Linked DNA regions of Mus musculus: region 1 is linked to region 2. A link is a contact called in public HiChIP or PLAC-seq data. All regions are on one chromosome and are shown on one strand. The core of a region is the stretch at or near the end of the contact, and the rest is flanking DNA. Distances in the headings are between cores, read along the strand shown.

The links. HiChIP or PLAC-seq counts read pairs in DNA pulled down with a chosen protein or histone mark.
Region 1: an H3K27ac HiChIP or PLAC-seq map of T-cell acute lymphoblastic leukemia shows a contact between it and region 2, with 4 times the contacts expected there. The contact joins two enhancer-like sites. A contact is called at or near these places in 1 of 484 Hi-C or Micro-C datasets (cortical neurons), 1 of 115 datasets of contacts at active chromatin or transcription factors (T-cell acute lymphoblastic leukemia) and 1 of 9 other capture datasets (adipose tissue).

The regions. Positions count from the first base shown.
Region 1 is chr16:18,702,942-18,707,743 of GRCm38.p6, forward strand. The region is part of intron 1 of Gm41429 (a long non-coding RNA gene); the gene reads left to right. Among named protein-coding and RNA genes, the nearest start is that of Gm41429, 8.6 kb to the left of the region's middle. Within about 2 kb of position 1,755, at least 63 of the 459 cell types and tissues checked have an H3K27ac peak or open chromatin away from gene starts, as enhancers often do. A contact at or near this core is called in T-cell acute lymphoblastic leukemia, where this site is marked.
Region 2 is chr16:18,450,666-18,455,596 of GRCm38.p6, forward strand. It overlaps Txnrd2 (thioredoxin reductase 2), which reads left to right. Exons shown (of 18, transcript NM_013711.3): 9 at 3,056-3,075; 10 at 3,824-3,915. Among named protein-coding and RNA genes, the nearest start is that of Comt, 26 kb to the left of the region's middle. Within about 2 kb of position 3,241, at least 37 of the 459 cell types and tissues checked have an H3K27ac peak or open chromatin away from gene starts, as enhancers often do. A contact at or near this core is called in T-cell acute lymphoblastic leukemia, where this site is marked.

The DNA.
Region 1 (4,802 bases), core at 505-3,004, 250 kb after region 2:
GGGATTTTTCTTTTTCTTTCTTTCTTTCTCTCTCTCTTTCTTTCTTTCTTTTTTTAAACGTGACTTGAATTTTATTTTATTTTTTAAAGCTTACTATTTTTTTCTTTTTCTTTTTTTTAAATTTAAATTTATTTGTAATTCATTTTTTACACTCCATATTCCATTCCCCACCCCTCCCCATCCACCCTCCAACTGCTTCACATTCCATACCTGCTCCCCACCCCACCCCATCACCGCGTGGATGCCCCCACCCCTCACCCCGGGATTTGTTTTCTTTAACTCTGATAAAACTGTTCTCTTTGAATAAGCTTTGCTTGACTTTCCAACTTTGCCCACCTTGTAATTCTTTAGAACACCTAGATGGTAGAGAAGCACACAGCATGGTTCACAAAGCTCCCCAGGGGAACTCTGTGCAGAGCGAAGCTGGGTGTGGTGGTGAAGTCTTTCGTCCCAGTGCTCAGGTGGGATTCTTCGAAGCTGAGGCTAGCCTGGTCTACAGTAGTGATAGTGAGCTCCAGGTAAGAGTCTGATTCAGGCTTATAAGGCGTTCCCTTCCTTTGCAGAGGGGCAGGGGTCGAGAGGCACCGCCCTCCTCTGGGGATTGCTTGGTGCTCCTATGCGTTCCCTCCTGCCCCAGACCCTTAGCTCTTTTGGGTGTATATTTTATTTCATATGATTTTTTTTTCTGTTGTCAACAACAAAAAGAAAGGAAGGAAGGAAGGAAGGAAGATGGTTGATAACCATAATTGCTGGAAATCAGTAAAAGTTTCTGTATGAAAATGTGATTCTGAGAAATTCGCTTCTACAGTTCTGTGAGCATAGGAGAGTGTCTGCAGGTCTTGGGAGGTGCAGAGACATACAGAGCTTGGACAGGGGTGTTGGTGGCACAGAGGCGGGGTGAAGGCTTAGTGTGGGGTTCTGAGCTGTGAGCATTGTGGGGCCTGGCCACCTGCTCTACCCTATTTCTGGGATTTAAGCTTCAGAACTGGGCACAATCTCAACCATTATCCTCTGCTGCAGAATGAAAACCTCCCCAGCCTTGATAAGCAGGAAGGGAGGTCACCTCACCCGCTCTGGGAACCTGCAGCCTCCACCTGCTGAGGGGCTGGCTCTCTGGAGAAGGGAACACATACCACAGGGGACACCCCTTCACTCTCCTGTGCATAAACACCCTCTCCGCTGGAGAGCTGCCTAACTTTTCTATGGGGTTAGCACTTCTGTCTAGTAGGTCGCACTTGGGCTGCTCTGTCTGTCTGTGGATCTTGTCTCTGGTTTCCATGGTTCGTGTAACAAGTGGGACTCTTGAAGTCAAACAGGTGGGAGGTGTTCCTTGACCACGCATGTGTGGGATGCCATCTGCCTGCAGTCCCACTAGCACCCGAGGCTGACCCCAGGCTCACCAGCGTGTGGCTGGTCACTAGCCCGATGGGAACACGGCACAGAGGCAAGTGTGGCGAGTCACTACCTAGGCAGAACGGGAAGGAGCACATGAAACAGGCTGGCATTGAACTTGACAGAGATGGCAGAGATTAAGAAGGCAGGGAGAACAATGGGGGGAAAGCCAGAACCAGGGGTTTGAGGAGAAACTGTAGGGGCTGCTGAGGCAGAGCTTTCCTGAAGGGAAAAAGAACAGTAAGAAAAACAAACTCCATTTCACAGAGGCAACAATAGAACAATCTTGCTTCTTCTGCCCTCAAGTTTATTGGCCTCCAGAGGCTCTGTGCTTCCAAAGATTAGCCTTCCCCTGGGAAATTAGGAAGCAAATATTAGTTCTCCTCTCATGAGGTCATTCCTTGTAGAACGCTTCCTCGGGAGCTCTGCGCTGCTTGGCTTTCGAAGCCCCATGCCCACCCGGAGTTTCAACCTGGAGTCAGGGAAAGGCTTAGAAATTATCTTTGAATCCCAGGAAGACAAAACAGGAATGGCCTCAAGCAGGGCTTCCTTCTGAAACCTGGGGAAATGGCTACTTCTGCCTGGCCTGAATTCAGGGGAACAGTGCACCCCACCTGCTCCGACTGGCAGTTAAGGAGGGCCACATTGAAGGCAGCAGACTCCCAGCTGTGCTGGCGGGACAAAGCCTTGATTTTTTTTTTTTAAATCTCTGATTAGTCATTGTGTATAAGAAATGTTTTGAGTTAAAATAATATACAAGAATTTCCTTAGAAAAGAAAATACACACGCTCATTTTTTGGATCCACTTAACACACTTAGCAAAAGGACATTTGGAACAACATGACACGTCTTAGCTTCGGAGAAGGGTGGGGTGGACTCATGCCATCACAATGGAGATGGATGTGTGGTTTATTGGCCTCTCAGCCACACACAGGTGAGTGACAGGCCACTGTTATTCAACTGTTTAATGCCAGCTTCTCATAAATCAAGGTGACGCCTGAAAAGATTGAGTCTTTAAATCAAACTGCCTTTTCCTATTTCGAATATAATTTGGGCTGTTGCCAAGGACTCTGGGAAACAGAGGACTACAAGTGCCATTTCAACAAGAAACACACCCATTTAGGACCGGATGCAGAGCTCAGGGCTCCGGACCACTTGCCAACAGAGTTTCACAGTCACATGACAGTGACATACTGCTAATGGGGTTAGCAAGTGACTCATGGTCTCATATCTGGAGAATGAAGACTGGGGTGGGTGTTAGCTTCCAGGACCGCCATAACCAACATGCCAGTATGACAGACTGCCCCGTGGGAATGACACACATTTATTTTCTCCCAGTTCTGCACACTGGAAGCCTGAGGTAAATTTGGGCAAGATCAGCTGCTCCTGAGGCCTGGTTGATGGCCGTCTTTCTGTGTTCACATGGGTCTTCCCTCTGTGTGAGTGTACCCTGATCTCTTGTAACCACACCAGTTGTATTGCTCACAGCTGGAGGTAACACAGTGAGAGCACACTCAGAACCTGTTTACTGAGAGGGGCCGGCCGTCTTATCCTCAGGCTTGCCTTGAGGTTTTGATCATTTTGCTCAGCTTGCTGAGTGCTGGGAACACAGGCATGTGCCGCAACGGATGGCTTTATTTTATTTTATTTTTATTATTCTCTTATTTATTTTACTTACAATTCAGAGTCAGGCCCTTATTTGTAGGCTGACCTATATTTCTGTTTCTTTTGTTGTTGTGTTCTTTTCCTGGGATGGCCTCACTGTGTAGCCCCTCTGGCTTTGGATTCATATTTATCTTTTTGCTGCAGCTTCCTATGTTCTGGAGTTACAGGCATGAACCACCATGACCCATTAAGACATAATTCATTTTTAGCTGAGTCAGTTGTGTAAAAGCTGCCCTGCCGGGAATCTGACACTTTAGCATAGAGTGGTGAGTGCTGTGCAGATGAGCTGGTAGAGGACTGTATTTGAGGCAGGAAACTTCCTGCTGATGGAGAAGGTCTGGGGTGGAAGTGGGGACAGTGACAAGCTGGGCAAACAACCCAGGAGATCTGATTCCCTGCAGCTAAGCATGAGGCTGGGTTCAGCGGCTGACTTTCTTCCTCCAGCGCACCTGAATCCTAGGTGTCCCTGGGGGCTTAACTAGTTCCAGGGCCATCTTTGGGGATAGCCCAGTAATGAGTCTTCTTGGCCTACAGGGTGGAGGTTTGTGTGGAGCTGGGTGGAAAGGAGAAGAGCAGAGTAGAGCTCCCTGTGTCTGGGCCTGGTGGTCCCAGGTTCTTGGCATCTTATTCAAGAATGAAAATAAGATGCATGCAGGTTGCAAAGTAGCAAGAATACTTTATCCAAAGCAAAGTAATAACACAGATTATAAAGTCAACACTGTCAAGTGAGGATGCCCAAGGGCCTCGGGTCACTGCCTGGGTTAAACTTCTTATTGAAGTGGAATGTGTGTATAGCTCAGTGCAGACAAGGGTCCTCAGCTACTAACAGGTTGCTAGGTGCATTGTTTGCAGTAGGGTATGCATGCATAGTATGTGCAGGCAAGGGTGTCAGGGTGTCAAATGTATTAGTAGAAGGGCATGCATAAAAGCATAGCTTAAACCAAGTGGAAATTCAGTTACTAAACTACTCCCTATGCTTGATGCCTCAATGTTCAGGAGGGATAAATGGGGGAAGCAGGAGTGGTTTTGCACTGAAAGCCTTGGCAGAGCTTGGATTTCAGTCATGAATGTAAGCATCTGAAAAGGGCCTTGGCCCAGCTCTGTCTTCTCTTCCTATAGTGGTGAGGGGGGAAGGAGCACAGAGCCTGCTGCTCTGACTCCCAAGAACCCAGGGGAGACCACAGCCTCAGATGCACAGGCCCTAGAGAGACCACTTCTCATACATGTTATGACAAAGTTTAATTTAGAAATTGGACTCAGTAAAACCTAACAGCAATAGCTAGCAATAAACTAGAACAATAGTAATAATAAACTGTAATGGAAGTTATATGACTGTGGTCTCTCTCAAAGTTATACCCCCCAATCCCCTGACCTTCTTCTTTCTTCCTGCACATGAGGTCATGCTATGCAGGCCAGGCTGGCTTCAAATTCACAACCCTCCTGACTGTGTTTCCCGGGTACTGGGACTATAGGCATTATTTGTTTGCGTGTATATATACATATACCTGCAATGGCCCAGTGATGAGCACTGCCGTCCACAGCACTCTCTTGCCAGTTTGGGGATTGGCCACATACCAGGCAGTCTAGACAGCACTTTGGGTTGCCACATAGCTCCATCTAAAATGTGTACAGTCTCGGGGACAGGCTGTTCATTGGATGTTCAAGGTGGGTGAGGATATGAGGAGCAGGCAGTGTGACATTTGAGGGGCATGGCTGACCATGCCTCACTTTGCCATCAGTAAGTG
Region 2 (4,931 bases), core at 1,991-4,490:
GTGTGAGGAGTCCGGTGTAGCAGAAGGTAGAGCAGCTATCAGCCTAGGACTTGATTCTCAGCTTTTCTGCTCGTTTGCCTGTGTGGGGCAAGGGCCTCTGGTAGCTTCCACTACTCAGGGCTTGGGGGGGGGGGTAGACCCCCAAGGGTTGGGTGCTGCTGGCAGGTCGTGTCAAGGCAGATCTGGAGCCCGCTCCACCAGGATGCAGGATTGTGGCATCTCCTCTCAAGTGCTGCTTTCGTGGGGTGACTGGAGCTCTGCAGGTTTGACTGGCACTTCCTGGACTGGTAGTACTTCCAAGAAGCCAGGTGCTCTTGTGAGACTGTCACTTGTGTGGGTGTGCCTCCTGGAGAGAAGATTAGGGTCCTGCAGGCTGAGAGGCAGACTGTAAGCCTAGCTTCACAGGTCTGTGTTAATGCCCTTGTGTCTGCTTCCTCCTGCTTTCAGTTCTGACAAGCAAGCCACCCTGTGATTAGACTAATCTCATGGTAGTCATGCATCCATGGAGAATGCTGGCACTAAGAGACACAGAGACACCACACACACACACACGCAGATGGGGTTCAAGGCTGCCAGGGTGTAGGATAGTGACTACTGGGTGAGCAAAGATCTGGGCTCTGGTTTTTAAATGTAGTGTTAAGTCCCAGGGTTCCAAACCACCTTCCAGACTGTCACCTCTGCTGCCTCCCAGGCTGCATGTGCACTGGTCACTGTGCCTTTGTAGCTGGTCCTGGATGCGCATGGCAGTAGAAGCCACCTACAGCTGCCAGCCTCTCTTAGGGAACTGACTCAGATCTGGAAGCTTCATGGCTTTTGTTTCAGTGTCTTTTTTTTTTTTTAAAGACAAGGTCCAGGCTGGCTTCACACCTCACTGTGTAGCTCAAGTTGGCCTTGAGTTTATGATCCTCCTACCTCATTTCCCGAGTGCTGGGATTATTGACATATGTGGCCATTCCTAGAACTTCAGTCCTCCGAGTTCTTGTGTTCATCTTTCAAAGAATAAACATTCCCATTAATTGGTCAATTAGAGGGAGAGGTGGGGTAAGAAAACCAATGCTGACTGTCATCATAGCTCATAAAACAAATGGCCCAAGGTCACTGTCCATTCAACCACGATGCCAGCTTTCGTAGAGATCTCAGTGCATACTCTCAAGACTCCCCCACCCCCAGGAATGTGCCTGCCTGTGGGTGTCTGCCTTTCCTGTGTGTGCTCTGGAGTTGGCAATTTGGACTTGGTAGCCTGAGGGCTGGGGGCACCTGGGAAATGGTACCCCACCTCCTGCTATGGGGCCACCTCAGGAGGAGGTCCGTGGTGCTCATGGCGCTGTGCTAGAACAGATGGTGATCCCTGGCTGCCCGCCCACCCATCTCCTACACCCAGCCTGCTCTGTGGGAGGCTGGGAGGCACACGTGGACTGCAGAAACAGAAGAATCGGATCCAGGAGTCTGCTTGCTTCATGCTCAGCCATGTGGTAGGAGGGCCTAGAAATGGGGTTGGGGGCTACAGCTGGCTTGGAGAGAGTCTGAAGGGAGTTTGAGATGATAGGCCCAGCCATCAACAGAAGGGCTACACTGATGTTGCCCCACTGGATCAGGATAGTTTGTTGGGAGGTGTGAGCTGGGCACTGCTCTTTAAGGAGTTGAGAGCAGAGGCACTGATTGTTCGATGCCCACAGACTTTCTTACCATCTTACTACAGGTGAGGCAGGATGATCAAAGCAGCTCAATTCTGTTTGCAGCTCAAGTGACTCGTAGTTTCCTATCTTAAGTGGCTCAGAGCTCTCACTGTATACATCAGATGCAAAAGTGTTAGGCTTTGTACTTTAGAAAGCATCTCTCCTGTGTGGGCGTGTGCATGGGGTGTTTCCAGGGGCCTGGAAAGCACCTCTGTTCTCCCGGCCTGCTGGGGATCCCAGGATCCCCTGTCCATAGTCATAACATGCTGAGTGGGGTTATATGACCAGCTGGGGCCATCTTGTACTCAGCCAGTAAGTGTGGTTCTGTCCCCAGCTTCTGTGCAGAGCCGCATGCCAGATGGTTCCCGCAGGGCACCTGCACAAGTATTCTGAGGGATCCGCCGCTTTTTGAAATGGAATTATATCATTAGTACTTGCCAGGATTAGTACTGACATCAGGCTTATCCATCCTTACATCACCTGCTCTTGTTCAAAGACTGAAGGGGTGATCTGACGAGCCCACCCACGTGCAGCCGCCCTGGCTGGGAATCCTCTTTTCCCCAGTCCTTTTGCATGAGTGTGCACATATGTGCCTGTGTGTTTGCATGGGTGTGCATATGAGAGGATGTGGGCAGGTGTGTGACTGTCTATGCCAGTGTGTTTATAATGTGTATGTGCGTGCAAAGGGCTTTTCATGTTTGCATGTTCCTGTATGTGTACACATATGTGCATGTATGTGTGAATGCATGTATATGTATGTGGAGTATGGAGCTGGTCATGAGAGCATTAAAATGACTGTTTCTGGTGGGTCACAGTGTCATGTCCTGGCTCTGGCAGGGAGGCAGGGGAATGATCTCTCAGTCTTGGGCCCACGTGTTGTGGGGTTGAGCAGATAGTCATGGGCTCTGGTCATAGCTGCTGCTTCCCATAAGCCTCTGTCCCCATTCTGTTCCTCTTGGTGTCCTGGGACATCCCTGCTTCCATCCTGGCTCAAGAGGTTCTGAGGAGCCTAAGACAAGGCTCACCTGTGGTCAGAAAGAAACTCTGCTTCTGAGGGACATCTCTCAACGTGTTCCCTGGGGTCTGGCGCTGCCTCGGCTTCTCCCAAGCCAGGTGTTACTTATCACTGCCCATGCACCTTCAGCACCAGGCAATTTGCTGGTCCAATCGCACTGTTTGTCGTGTTGTATTTCATAGTTGTAGCTGTTGGGAAGTGGGTTCTGTACTCTGTATCACCTGTTTGAACAGTCTGCTTCCACTCTCATTGGCTTATGAGTACCTGGTGGAAAGGCTACGGGACTCGTCTTTGTCCCAGCTTTGGAACAACAGCATGTGGCTTTGCTGGTACTTAGTGTGCTCTCTGCTGGTTTTCTCTGCAGGTTGGTGGTTGGAGCCAGCTGTATCCTTTTCCAAAGTACAGATGGCCATCTTCAGGAAGGATGCTTAGCCCCTTTCCCATTCTCCCTCCCAAAAGATACTTTGTTTTCCTGTGTGGGGACTCAGCTGGACCTGTCGGGAGGGGTTTGGGCCCAGGGAACTGTTTGAGGCTGACCTTTGAAGGCTACCACTTCCTGAGCCTCACGCTAAGCCAGCTGGGGCAGCTGGAGAGGGCCGTGAGGCAGTCAGGAAGGCTGTGATGAGCATCTCCCTGGAGAGCAGCCCTGATCTGACCTCATTCCTGTGGGAGAAGCAGTCAGATCAGGAAGGGTCAAGAGGGGAACCCTGAGGGGCTTGGGGTCAGGACAGGATGTGGGAGGGAAGATGAAAGCCGCAAGCTGGACATAGGAGCACAGGCCATGGTAGTGCTCCCTGGCTCTACCCACAAGGCTCTTCTCCCTGGGTCTGGCCGGCAGCTCTCCACTCAATCTCCACCCTCTCTCCTGGAGGCTGAGATGAAACACCAGAGCCAGATGGAATCCCATGGAGGCATAACGGGCCAGATAGGTGCTGTTGGGAGAGCTTGAAGCTGGGGCTGGCGGCTTTATGCACTTGAGACTTAGGGTTAGGGAATCTCTGTAGCTTTCACTAGAGGCCCCTTCTGGTACTGAGCAGTAGCATGGGACCTTGGGCTGTTAGAGCAGGGGCCAGGGTCTTTTGCCCCCCTGCTCTCTCTCAGTCAGTTAGTATGCTTTAGCCTGCTGCTGAAGATGTGGCCCTAGAGTGTGCTGGCTTCCTCACTGGAATTGGACTGGATACCACTGTCATGATGCGCAGCATCCCTCTCCGAGGCTTTGACCAGGTAGTGCTCAGGAGCCCCTACTCCTGCCTGGGCTCTGCTTCTCCCATGAGGCCATACTCTTGTTTGGCTACCTTACCCTGCCCCAAGCAGGTGCAGGTATGGCCTTGGGGAGCGGCCTAGATCCTCAGAAACAACTCCTTAAAAGCCAGGCATCTTGGCACCAGCCTCTACTTCTGGCACTTGAGAGGCTAAGGCAGAGAGATCATCTAAGGCCAAGAGTGGAGGCCAACCTGAGCAGCACTTCAAGTCCCATCCCCACAAATAAGCCATTCGTTAAAACTAAGTTTGAGGTTATCACTGAGATGTCAAATATTCTGTGTCCTCTACCAAGGATAGTTCAGTTCCCAGTCATGTTAAACTCTGGTCGCAGAAGCCTAGAAAGTCACCTGAGGATAGAGTGAACTGGAACCATGGTCTCATGCCTCCTGGACCCATCACCCTACCCCACAAAGGTCTTTTCATCTCATGTAGCTGAGCGTGCGGCTTCGTCCCAAAGCTGTGCCACCACAACTGAGGGGGTACATACAAAGCCCTCTACAGGGACACAACATCTGGAGAGTCTCTGAGTAGCCTGCTGCCAGAGATATGTTGGCAGTCGACAGGGTGCAGATGTAAAGGGGCCTCTAGAGAGGAGGGCTGCCGTCTCAGGCCACATGGTAACAGACCCACTGGGCACTGGATAGCGCCGTAACTCCCCTTAGAGGCCTCCGTGTCTGAGCCCATCAGGCATCTGCTGGCGTGTAGAGTGCTAGGCAGCTGATGTGCCAGGTCCTTTGTTTGGACAAATTGAGATGTGGTCCCTGATATAAGGGGCTACATGTAGTCCAGCATGAACCACCTTGTGAGGCAGATGCCACAGGATCTAAATGGTGATTGCTATGCCCTTTAGGAAGCTGTGTCTAGTCACTACTGTTGGCCTGGGAACTGGCCTCAGCTGCAGCTAGGCTGGGGAGACATGAGGCCCCTGGGCAAGGAGGTGGTTGCAACACTTTTGCCAACCCCGAGTCTGGGCCTGT